Regions from separate parts of the Mus musculus genome. Here regions 1 and 3 are each linked to region 2. The links are chromatin contacts, called in public HiChIP or PLAC-seq maps. All regions are on one chromosome and are shown on one strand. Each heading gives the region's core, a stretch centred on a gene start, on an enhancer-like site or on the middle of the called end of the contact. The rest is flanking DNA. Distances are from core to core; before and after follow the strand shown.

Region 1 (3,017 bases), core at 330-2,829, 110 kb after region 2:
CTTATCTGCATCAATGTCAGGCTGACTTTCAAAGCCCCAGTAAGCGATGTGACCTCTCTGGTGATGTTAAACTATGGGACAAAACCAATTGAAAGGCAAGACAAATAGGGACATTGCTATGCCCACTCTCACGGCCGCTGGGGCTGCTGCCCAGCCCCCAGAGCCAAGGGTCTCCTGCTTTGTTCTGTGGAAAGCTGTAGTGCGCAGAGCACACGGCATTCAACATCGCCTGGATTTCAGCACGTACAATACTATGCTGTCCTCACCTGCTCAATATTTTGTCTTCTCCTCAGAAAGTCAAAAGCCCACGCGAGCTGGAGCCCCACGTCCTACTTGAGCCTGAATGATCTTACTGTCGGCAAGATGAAGACTCAGCACACTGTTTTAGCTGGAAGCCTCCCCAGTTCACCCTGAGTTCAAGCCTCTAAGCAGGAGCCTGAGCTTCAGTTTAAAAACTTGGAGTGAGGATGCATTAAAGCTGTGTGTCCAGCCTGGCCCCGATCATTCATATTCACCCAGCAGTGTGCATGTGTCTGTGTATATATGCGTGAACTCAGTAAAGGATCTTCACTATTTTCTTTAAAGCCAATCCCTCAGTCAGCCTGCTTTCCTGTCTTTCCTTGCTGCCTCCTTTCCCTTTTCCAGAGAGCAGGTGCTGCACTAGAAAACACTTTTGCTTTCCAAACGGCTACCACCATACTACCCATTGCTGTGTGTTACATACGTGTACACACAGCCCCACGTGTCATGTCTGAGATACCATGCTCAGTCACCATGTTCTCTCCTTACAAAACACACTTGAATAAAAGCAATGACATTTAGAAACACACACAGAGTCAAGGCCTAGCTGCTGCACTGCTGTGATCTGTGGCTGATCAGTCTCCAGGTGAGCCAGGCCAGGAAAGGCATTGAGAGATGGCATCTAGAAACTACAAGAATCTGGGAATTATTTATAACTATGACCAGTACAGAGGGAGAGAGGGAGAGAGGGAGGGAGGGAGGGAGGGAGGGAGGGAGGGGGCTAAGGCCTCGGTCAAGGCTTCTCAGTCCTAATCCCAGAGTTATACAGGATCAACCAAAGGGGCACTTCGACGCTCAGGCCCGCCCAGTTACATCATTTGCAGAGCAGCAGCTATGTCATTTGCTCGCCCTGAAGGTAGTGGCTGAGCTAAGGTCACAGTAGTAACAGCAGGTTCACCAACTCCTGAGCCCCTTCACGTAGCTTAAAATATACATTCAAACAGAATTTGAAGTAAACTTAAGTATTATCGAAAGGTGCTTTTCCAGACTTCAGAAATCTGTGTGCTGACTTAGCAGCACACGCAGGAAGCTCTGATTTCTTCCTCTAGGTCCTTCCACATTTGTAAGTCTGAGAGGGCAACTGTCATCTTTCCAGAATGTTTAGGTAGCCTTTTCTATGTGTTGAAAAGTGCACAAGAACTATATGCCACATTAAATACTTTAGGAGACTCGGGAAGAAGGTGACTCCCTAAGAAAGCTGGATAACGGCAGTGCCCTCTGTCTGTTTGCTGGTGCTGTTTGAGCCCTCACTGCTTGTGAGGAAACCAACAAATAGAGGCTGGCCACACTGCAGCTCAACAGCTGCATCCCAGACACACTCCTCAGAGCGCCTGCTGTCCGCAGCTTCTGCACACGGCAGCTGTACACGTGAAAGGACATAGGGAGGTTTTGGGGGTGGGGGGTGGGTTTTATCTTTTTGTTCGTTTGTTTGGTTTGGTTTTGTGTAGCCAGATGTTAGAAGATTGATGGACTATATTTTATTTAGTGTAAAGCGAATTTTCAACCTCAGACTTCAGGTGTAACTCCCTAGTTCTTTATAAACACCTAGGAATTTTGATAAGGAGGTTGGGTGGTTTTTTTTCCAGGGTCACCTTCTGTTTGGTGGCAAAATCTATTTCTGGTCCAATATATTTTCCGTATCCCACAGTCACATTTCCCCCGCCCCTAGCTGCTAATAGATAGAAAAGATAATACAGTGTTTAAAGTAGCAATGTTAAGAATCAGATATATAGTCTGAAAGGCAATTCCAACTTGGGGAAAGTCTTTAGAAATGGAGACAGCATTCACTGTCAAATCCAGGCTGGTGTTCAACTCATGAGCCTCTTTCCTCCAATTTCTAAATAGTGACACATCAAAGTACAGTGAGTGTGTGTGTGTGTGTGTGTGTGTGTGCGCGCGCGCACGTATGCGAGCGCTCCTGTAGCTTTGTGATGCATGATCACAGACAGGCAGGAAAGATTAAACTAGCTTAAAGGAAGCCAAAGGTTCAAGCCTCTCCCAGGAAGCTGGAGCTTGTCCCCAGCACGCTGGCCTGCCGACACCTGGCAGGCGGCGGCTCAGGGGCCCTGCAGCTGCTCTTGTGGGGGCTTTATTCTGAGTTATCAGTTTCTGGATGCGAGTGTTAAACAAAGCCCACGGCAGCCCAGATCATTTCCTCCTCCCCTCCTTGTTTTAATGAAGCCACGAGTTCAGTGGAGTCTGGAGATTTAAATTCTAATCATTTTCCCTTTGCCCTTTAACACAGGTGCTCCCCAGGGAAACTTTACTTCCAAGCATTACCATTGCAGGCCCCTGAATCAATAACCCACCGCTCTAAAAGGCAAGAATGCCTAGTAAATGCTATTTTCTTCCTCCATCTCCATCCCAATTAAAGAAAATGAAATCTATACGGCAGTAGAGGAGCTTCCAACAGATTCGCCGAGATAATAAAAACCCTCAGATACCTCAAGCCAGACTGAACAAAATGCTGCGCTCCCCTCCCATGGGGCAGTGCTAGCCTAGGACAGCAGGAGATGAGGCCTGAGAGAGGACTCCTAACCCTGACTGACTTTCTACCACTACCGTTTACCAGAAATAAAGCCTTGGCCTTTCCCTCGGCACATGAGGGCTGTGTCGCTAAAAGTATGCTGCAGAAAGGCTGACTGCATGGCAGACCAACTCACCGGTAAGAACCAAGATGAGTTAAAATCCAAACTCAATGGGTGCTTAGGGAACAT
Region 2 (2,700 bases), core at 93-2,592:
GCTCTAAACAGAACGCAGAGAGGACGCCGGTGCAGGCTTCGTTTTCACAGTGTGCAAAGTTGTTCCTTGAAAACTGTGCTTGCATTCATAGGAGCTTCCCTTTAGGGCCTGGATAATGTTTAGAAACAAATTTTCATTGGAAGAGCCATAAAGCCGAGTAATTATGTTAACAGGTTCTGATGGGCTTAAAAAATCTTATAGCTGTCTATAATCTCAGGGTTCGGGAAGCAGAGGCAGAGGGATAAGGAGTCCAAGGTCATCCTTGGCCACATGGGCAGTGTGGAGTGCACAAAACAGAGAAACAAGCAAACAAACAAATCGACCCATACAACCAAAACCAAAACCAAAACCACACAGAGGACAGGAAAAAAAAAATCAGACTATATTTAACATAAAACCAGAACCAGTTCAAAGATGATATAGCTCTTATTAATAATTACATACCTATTCTTAGGTTTGGTGTGTGTAGGTGTGTGCAGATTCCCATGTGTATGGGTGGGTGCTTATGCCCCTCATGTGAATGTATATGGAGGTCACAAGACCATCTCAGCCATCAATCCCCAGGAGCCAGTGGCCTGGAACTCTCCAATTAGGCTAAGCAGGCTATCAGGAGCCTCAGATTCCCCCATTTCTATCACCCCACCACTGGGAATGTAAGTGCTGGCACAGTGCCTAGCTTTTAAAGAGACGTGTGTGTGTGTGTGTGTGTGTGTGTGTGTGTGTGTGTGTGAGTGCAGGTACCCACAGAGGTCAGAAAAGAGCATCAGATCCCAGAAAGCTGGAGTTACAGGTGGTTGTTGCCAGCTGCCTGAGATATGTGCTGGGAACTGAACTCAGGCCCTCTTAGCTAACTACTCTTTGCTACTGAGTCATTCCTCCAGTCCCAATCCTGGCTTTTGTATGTAGGTCCTGGGGATGGAACTTGGGTCCCAGCTTGTCAGAAGAGGCCACCAGATCCCCTATGATGAGGACTGAACTCTGGTCATCTGCAAGGGCAACTTGTACTCTTAAGCTCTGTCCAACGTCCCATACCTGGAAGATGGGTTTAAATTCATCTCTTCCATGAAGCTGGAAGTAAATACTGAATTCCGTTCCTAGTACAGTTTGCTAGCTTTAGTGGCAGGAAATCTTCATCTCCAAGGGCATACACTACGCCTTCCTTACACTACCTATACTCGCCTCTGCCAAATGAAAGACCGGGTGAGTTATAGAAGGCAGGTTCTCTAGTCACAGGTCTGAAATGGATTGTGACAGTCAGCAAGCGTGCTGGGGTGCTGTGCCCGGGAGGCCTTTGTAGGCTCCTGCAAGGCTCGTCATGTGACCTCCCATGGAATGCCTCACAGGGCTACTTGTTTCCTGTGTTTGTGCCCACGACGAGCACATGCAGCACTCGGAAATGACTGAGGTGCTTGGCACCTTCCACCCTAAGTTATCCGCCAAATCCCCTCGGCACTGAGACACAGAAACTCTCCCTACACTCAGAGAAGGAAAACAGGATCGGCAGAGCCCAACAACAGGCAAAACGGCAATCTGGTAATCGCTGCGGTTCAGTCTTCATTCCACTGACCTCAGAGCTCCTGCTTTTCTCACTGTGTTACTGGCCTCATGATAAAATGGCAAGAAGCAGAAAGACCAATTATCACAGATGAGAAAAATCAGACAGGATGGTGGGCTACACTGCGCCCGACTTCAGTGGAAATGCTTCTTTGAAAGGAAGCAGACTGCTCAGCCCAGTGCCTGGCCAGGAAGGAAATGACAGCCCTTGGATGCAACAGTGTGGTGTGGGAGGCGGTGGTCAACACCAGCAGCACTAGGCTGAGCATGAACACTTCCAGCTAAGCAGGATGCATAGAGAGCCAAGAGGCCAGCGCTCTTACAGCATGAAGAGTCGGGCCCCTGGGTATCTGCTAGGCTTCCAGGGTCAACATTCAGCAAGGGGTATCTCTGGTGACAGTTCCTGAAAGGGGACAGATGAGGCAGTCTATCTGTTGGCCAGCCCTCCTTGTGTGAGCTTTCTCAAAGCAAGGCAGTGTGGGACTCTGGCACCAGGATGCTGATGTAAGGCATCTGGGGCTGGCCTGAGGGGTTCTTCGGGGGGAGCTGTCCAGGAGCTCCTGCTCAGGTCAGGAGGCACCAAGGCTGGCTGCTCATTCCTGAGGCCCCAAGCTTGCAGGACAGCAGGACAGAGGGCAACAAAGTGCTGCCCTCAGGCCATACACATGGATGGAGGGTGGTGTGGTGAAAGCTTCCTGAGACTGTTCGAGGAGAAATGGAAAGGACTGGGTGATGAAGGCCTTATAAAACGAATGTTTTATCTGGACAAAGATGGGAGGGCGAGACCCTGTCAACAGAGGAAATGAACAGGTCGCAGAAGGACAACAACTCCATGTATGTAGGACGACAGAGGGGTTAGCCGTCTACAGGCATCAGCAATGGGTGAGGCACCCCCCACAATGGGTGTGTTACACTGCCACTTGTCACCTGAGAGCCTCAGCAGAGTAGACACACGCTCAGGTCTGCAGAGTCCTGCAGAAGTAACTAGTCAGTGGCTGCTTCACTGCAAATGAACTTGTGGATCGCTGGGAAACAGCAGCATCATCGTGTGACGGCCCTCTGGAAGGGCCTGGACACACTGTTCACTGCTTATATGTACAAGGGCCTAAAGCCCAGTCAGGATCAGTAAATGGCCTGTGATAAATG
Region 3 (2,816 bases), core at 160-2,659, 70 kb after region 2:
CACATATGTATACACACAGATACACTCATACACACGCATCCATACATGCATACATATATACATATGTACACACTGATACATACATAAGTACACATATACACATATACATACATATTTACATACACACATATGTTTACACACACAGATACACTGATACACATACACACACACTGACTGGAAAGCACTGGGCAGGTAGCAGTGCAAACATCAATACAATGAAAGGAATACAGAAGGGCAACATGCGCCTTGTATAAAAGATTTAAAAGAGCTGTGCTAGAATAAACAGATGTTGAGATGCATGTTACATTCTTATTGATGTGCAGTATTCAAAGACCAGAAGTCACAAGACGATTTAGGATTAAGAGTGGATTACCACATAGGGGCTGGCTCAAAGGTTAAGCTCTTGTCACGCACACAAGAGACCCTGAGGTCAGTTCAGAGCGAGATCGTAGAGAGAACAGAATGCGCTCTGGGTCTGCCTGAGAGACTCAAAGAGTAAGGTGGAGAATGGTGGAGGAAGGGACCCGGGACTACACATGTGCCTGCACACACATGTGTGCTGAGCACAGAACAACACACACACAGGAAAAGAAGCAAAAGAGAATGTATAGAACTCTGCACAGTCAATCTCATTATTCACAGATTTTGTTCATGAATTTGCCTAATTACTAAACTTTATAGCTCTAGAGTCAGTTGTGAAGGGCAAGAGACCAGCAGAGGACAAACCAGCCAACTCAGCACTCCCACAAGGGACATGACTCAGGTGCACAAGCCCATTGTATGTCCCTAAATGCAAGAACACAAGAGTGTCACAGCAGTGCGCCTGCCAGGCATGGTTAGGTAAGCTTACTCAGGCTTCAGGCATAGAGTCGCTGCCCAGAAGTGCAATGCCAACAAATCAACATACATAATACATACTGTACCAGAAACACCCACAAAACCACATCTTGTACGGATCCACTAATGAGACCAGAGACTCATGGGAACCCAGCCCTGCAGTTTTACTCAGAGCAACGGCTTGGGTATGATGACTCACTATTTTCGGAAATGTCACAGAACATAATTATCATTAATAATAATTATTGTTTGTTTTAATTAGAGGGAAGAAAGACAATCCCCCTTGGTGTCTGCCCCGGTTCTGAAGCAGCGAATGGGCAGAGCCTGCAATTCAGTGCCATCTCCTGTAATTAGGAAGCATACACGTAGTGGTCCAAACACTAACAGTGAGTAGAACCGCTGTGTGTTATTAACAAGATCTCTCCACTAGCTAGTACTCCTCTGAGTGTCTCTTCAAACCAGGACAGCTCTGAGGCAGCATGCCAAGGAAGACTGACAAGACAAAGACAGACAAGGATATAGTCTGCCTACCAGTGCCATCGCTAGAGAGCCAAGAAGGAAATGAACACCCAAACAGAAACTAACAGACTGTCTTAGTTAGGTTTCCATTGCTGTGAAGAGACACCATGATCAAGACAACTCTTATAAGGACAACATTTAACTGGGGCTGGCTTACAGGTTCAGAAGTTTAGTCTATTACTGTCATGGCAGGAAGCTGGCAGCATCCAGGCAGATAGAGTGCTAGAGCAGCTGAGAATTCTACATCTTGATCCAAAGGCAGCCAAGGAGGAGACTGTCTTTTGTAGGCACCTAGGAGGCTGATTGCACATAGGCTGGAGACTAAGTATAGGAGGCCTCAAAGCCCACCAGTGACACACTTCCTCCAACAAGGCCACATCTCCTCCAGTAAGGACACATCTCCTAATAGCACCACTCCCTAAGGCCAAGCACTCAAACACATGAGTCTATAGAGGCCATTCCTGGTCAAACCACCACACAGACCATTCATAGAGGTAAAGAAATGCGTTCAGGGGCTAGAGCAATGGCTCTAGCTGCTCTTGCAGTGGGACAATGTTTGATTCCCAGCATCCACCTGTTGGCACACAACCATTTGTAACTCCGCTTCCAGAGGCTCCAGGGCTCCACCATGGCTCCCACAAACTGTACTACGTGCTCAACATACACACATTGTGGAGCACAGTAAGAAAGGCACAGAACCCTATAGCCGGGACTTGATGCCAGCAAGCGTGGGGATGCATACGCATTCGCTGCTCTGCTGGTATATACCGCGGACTCTGCAAACTTTAAACTTTCCTGCCTGCAACTGGGGCTGGAGGGATGGTTCCTCATGAGGAGAACTTGCTGCTCTCTAAAATCTGGTTCCCAGAACCATGTCACATAGCTTACAACCTCCAGCTGCAGGGGACAGGGACAGGACAAACACATGTGCGCGTGCACACACACACACACAATTTTTAAAAACTAGATCTTTAAGCCACCCTGGATGTGATGACGTTCTGTCAGTCACACCCTCCCCTGTGAGTCACAAAACAACTGTTTCTAGTATATAAGAAGGGAGCCCAGAGGGGTTGAAGGCCATGGGCTGCCTCTACAGGACAGGTGTTCTCATGAGCAGCTCTGCTCCACGTGCACCCCTGATTTGGATGCGGGTTCTCCACCTTCTTCATTCTGTTTTCTTGGGGAGTTACGTCTGGGACTGTCCTAGCTAAGTGGACCAACCGAGGACAAACCTGCTTATAGAAGGTTTTACTGTAGCAGAGCAGATAACATCCCGCGGTCTCAGGAGCAGGACAAGTTAAAAGTCTCGTTCTAACCTAAAATGTCATATTTAATATTGAGAGATGATGCCAAACACCAAGCTTCGTGTCCCTGGACAATTTTGGCCATTTTTAAACAGCGTTACTGAGGTCAGTGCAGTTCAGTCTGCTGAGAATATGCTTCACGCTGTTGGTGGGGTT

Evidence for each region. HiChIP or PLAC-seq counts read pairs in DNA pulled down with a chosen protein or histone mark.
Region 1: an H3K27ac HiChIP or PLAC-seq map of microglia shows a contact between it and region 2, with 4 times the contacts expected there. The contact joins two enhancer-like sites. A contact is called at or near these places in 2 of 484 Hi-C or Micro-C datasets (the N1E-115 cell line and nephron progenitors) and 5 of 115 datasets of contacts at active chromatin or transcription factors (the HPC-7 cell line, embryonic stem cells, heart atrium and 1 more).
Region 3: a contact with region 2 is called in an H3K27ac HiChIP or PLAC-seq map of microglia, with 2.8 times the contacts expected there. The contact joins two enhancer-like sites. A contact is called at or near these places in 3 of 484 Hi-C or Micro-C datasets (CD4 T cells, brown adipocytes and nephron progenitors) and 2 of 115 datasets of contacts at active chromatin or transcription factors (embryonic stem cells and microglia).

What each region holds. Positions count from the first base shown.
Region 1 is chr5:111,025,008-111,028,024 of GRCm38.p6, reverse strand. All of the region lies in intron 2 of Ttc28 (tetratricopeptide repeat domain 28), which reads right to left. Among named protein-coding and RNA genes, the nearest start is that of Mir701, 22 kb to the right of the region's middle. Within about 2 kb of position 1,579, at least 23 of the 459 cell types and tissues checked have an H3K27ac peak or open chromatin away from gene starts, as enhancers often do. A contact at or near this core is called in microglia, where this site is marked.
Region 2 is chr5:111,138,498-111,141,197 of GRCm38.p6, reverse strand. The region is part of intron 5 of Ttc28 (tetratricopeptide repeat domain 28); the gene reads right to left. Among named protein-coding and RNA genes, the nearest start is that of Gm35628, 95 kb to the left of the region's middle. Within about 2 kb of position 1,342, at least 72 of the 459 cell types and tissues checked have an H3K27ac peak or open chromatin away from gene starts, as enhancers often do. A contact at or near this core is called in microglia, where this site is marked.
Region 3 is chr5:111,068,209-111,071,024 of GRCm38.p6, reverse strand. The region is part of intron 2 of Ttc28 (tetratricopeptide repeat domain 28); the gene reads right to left. Among named protein-coding and RNA genes, the nearest start is that of Mir701, 65 kb to the right of the region's middle. Within about 2 kb of position 1,409, at least 7 of the 459 cell types and tissues checked have an H3K27ac peak or open chromatin away from gene starts, as enhancers often do. A contact at or near this core is called in microglia, where this site is marked.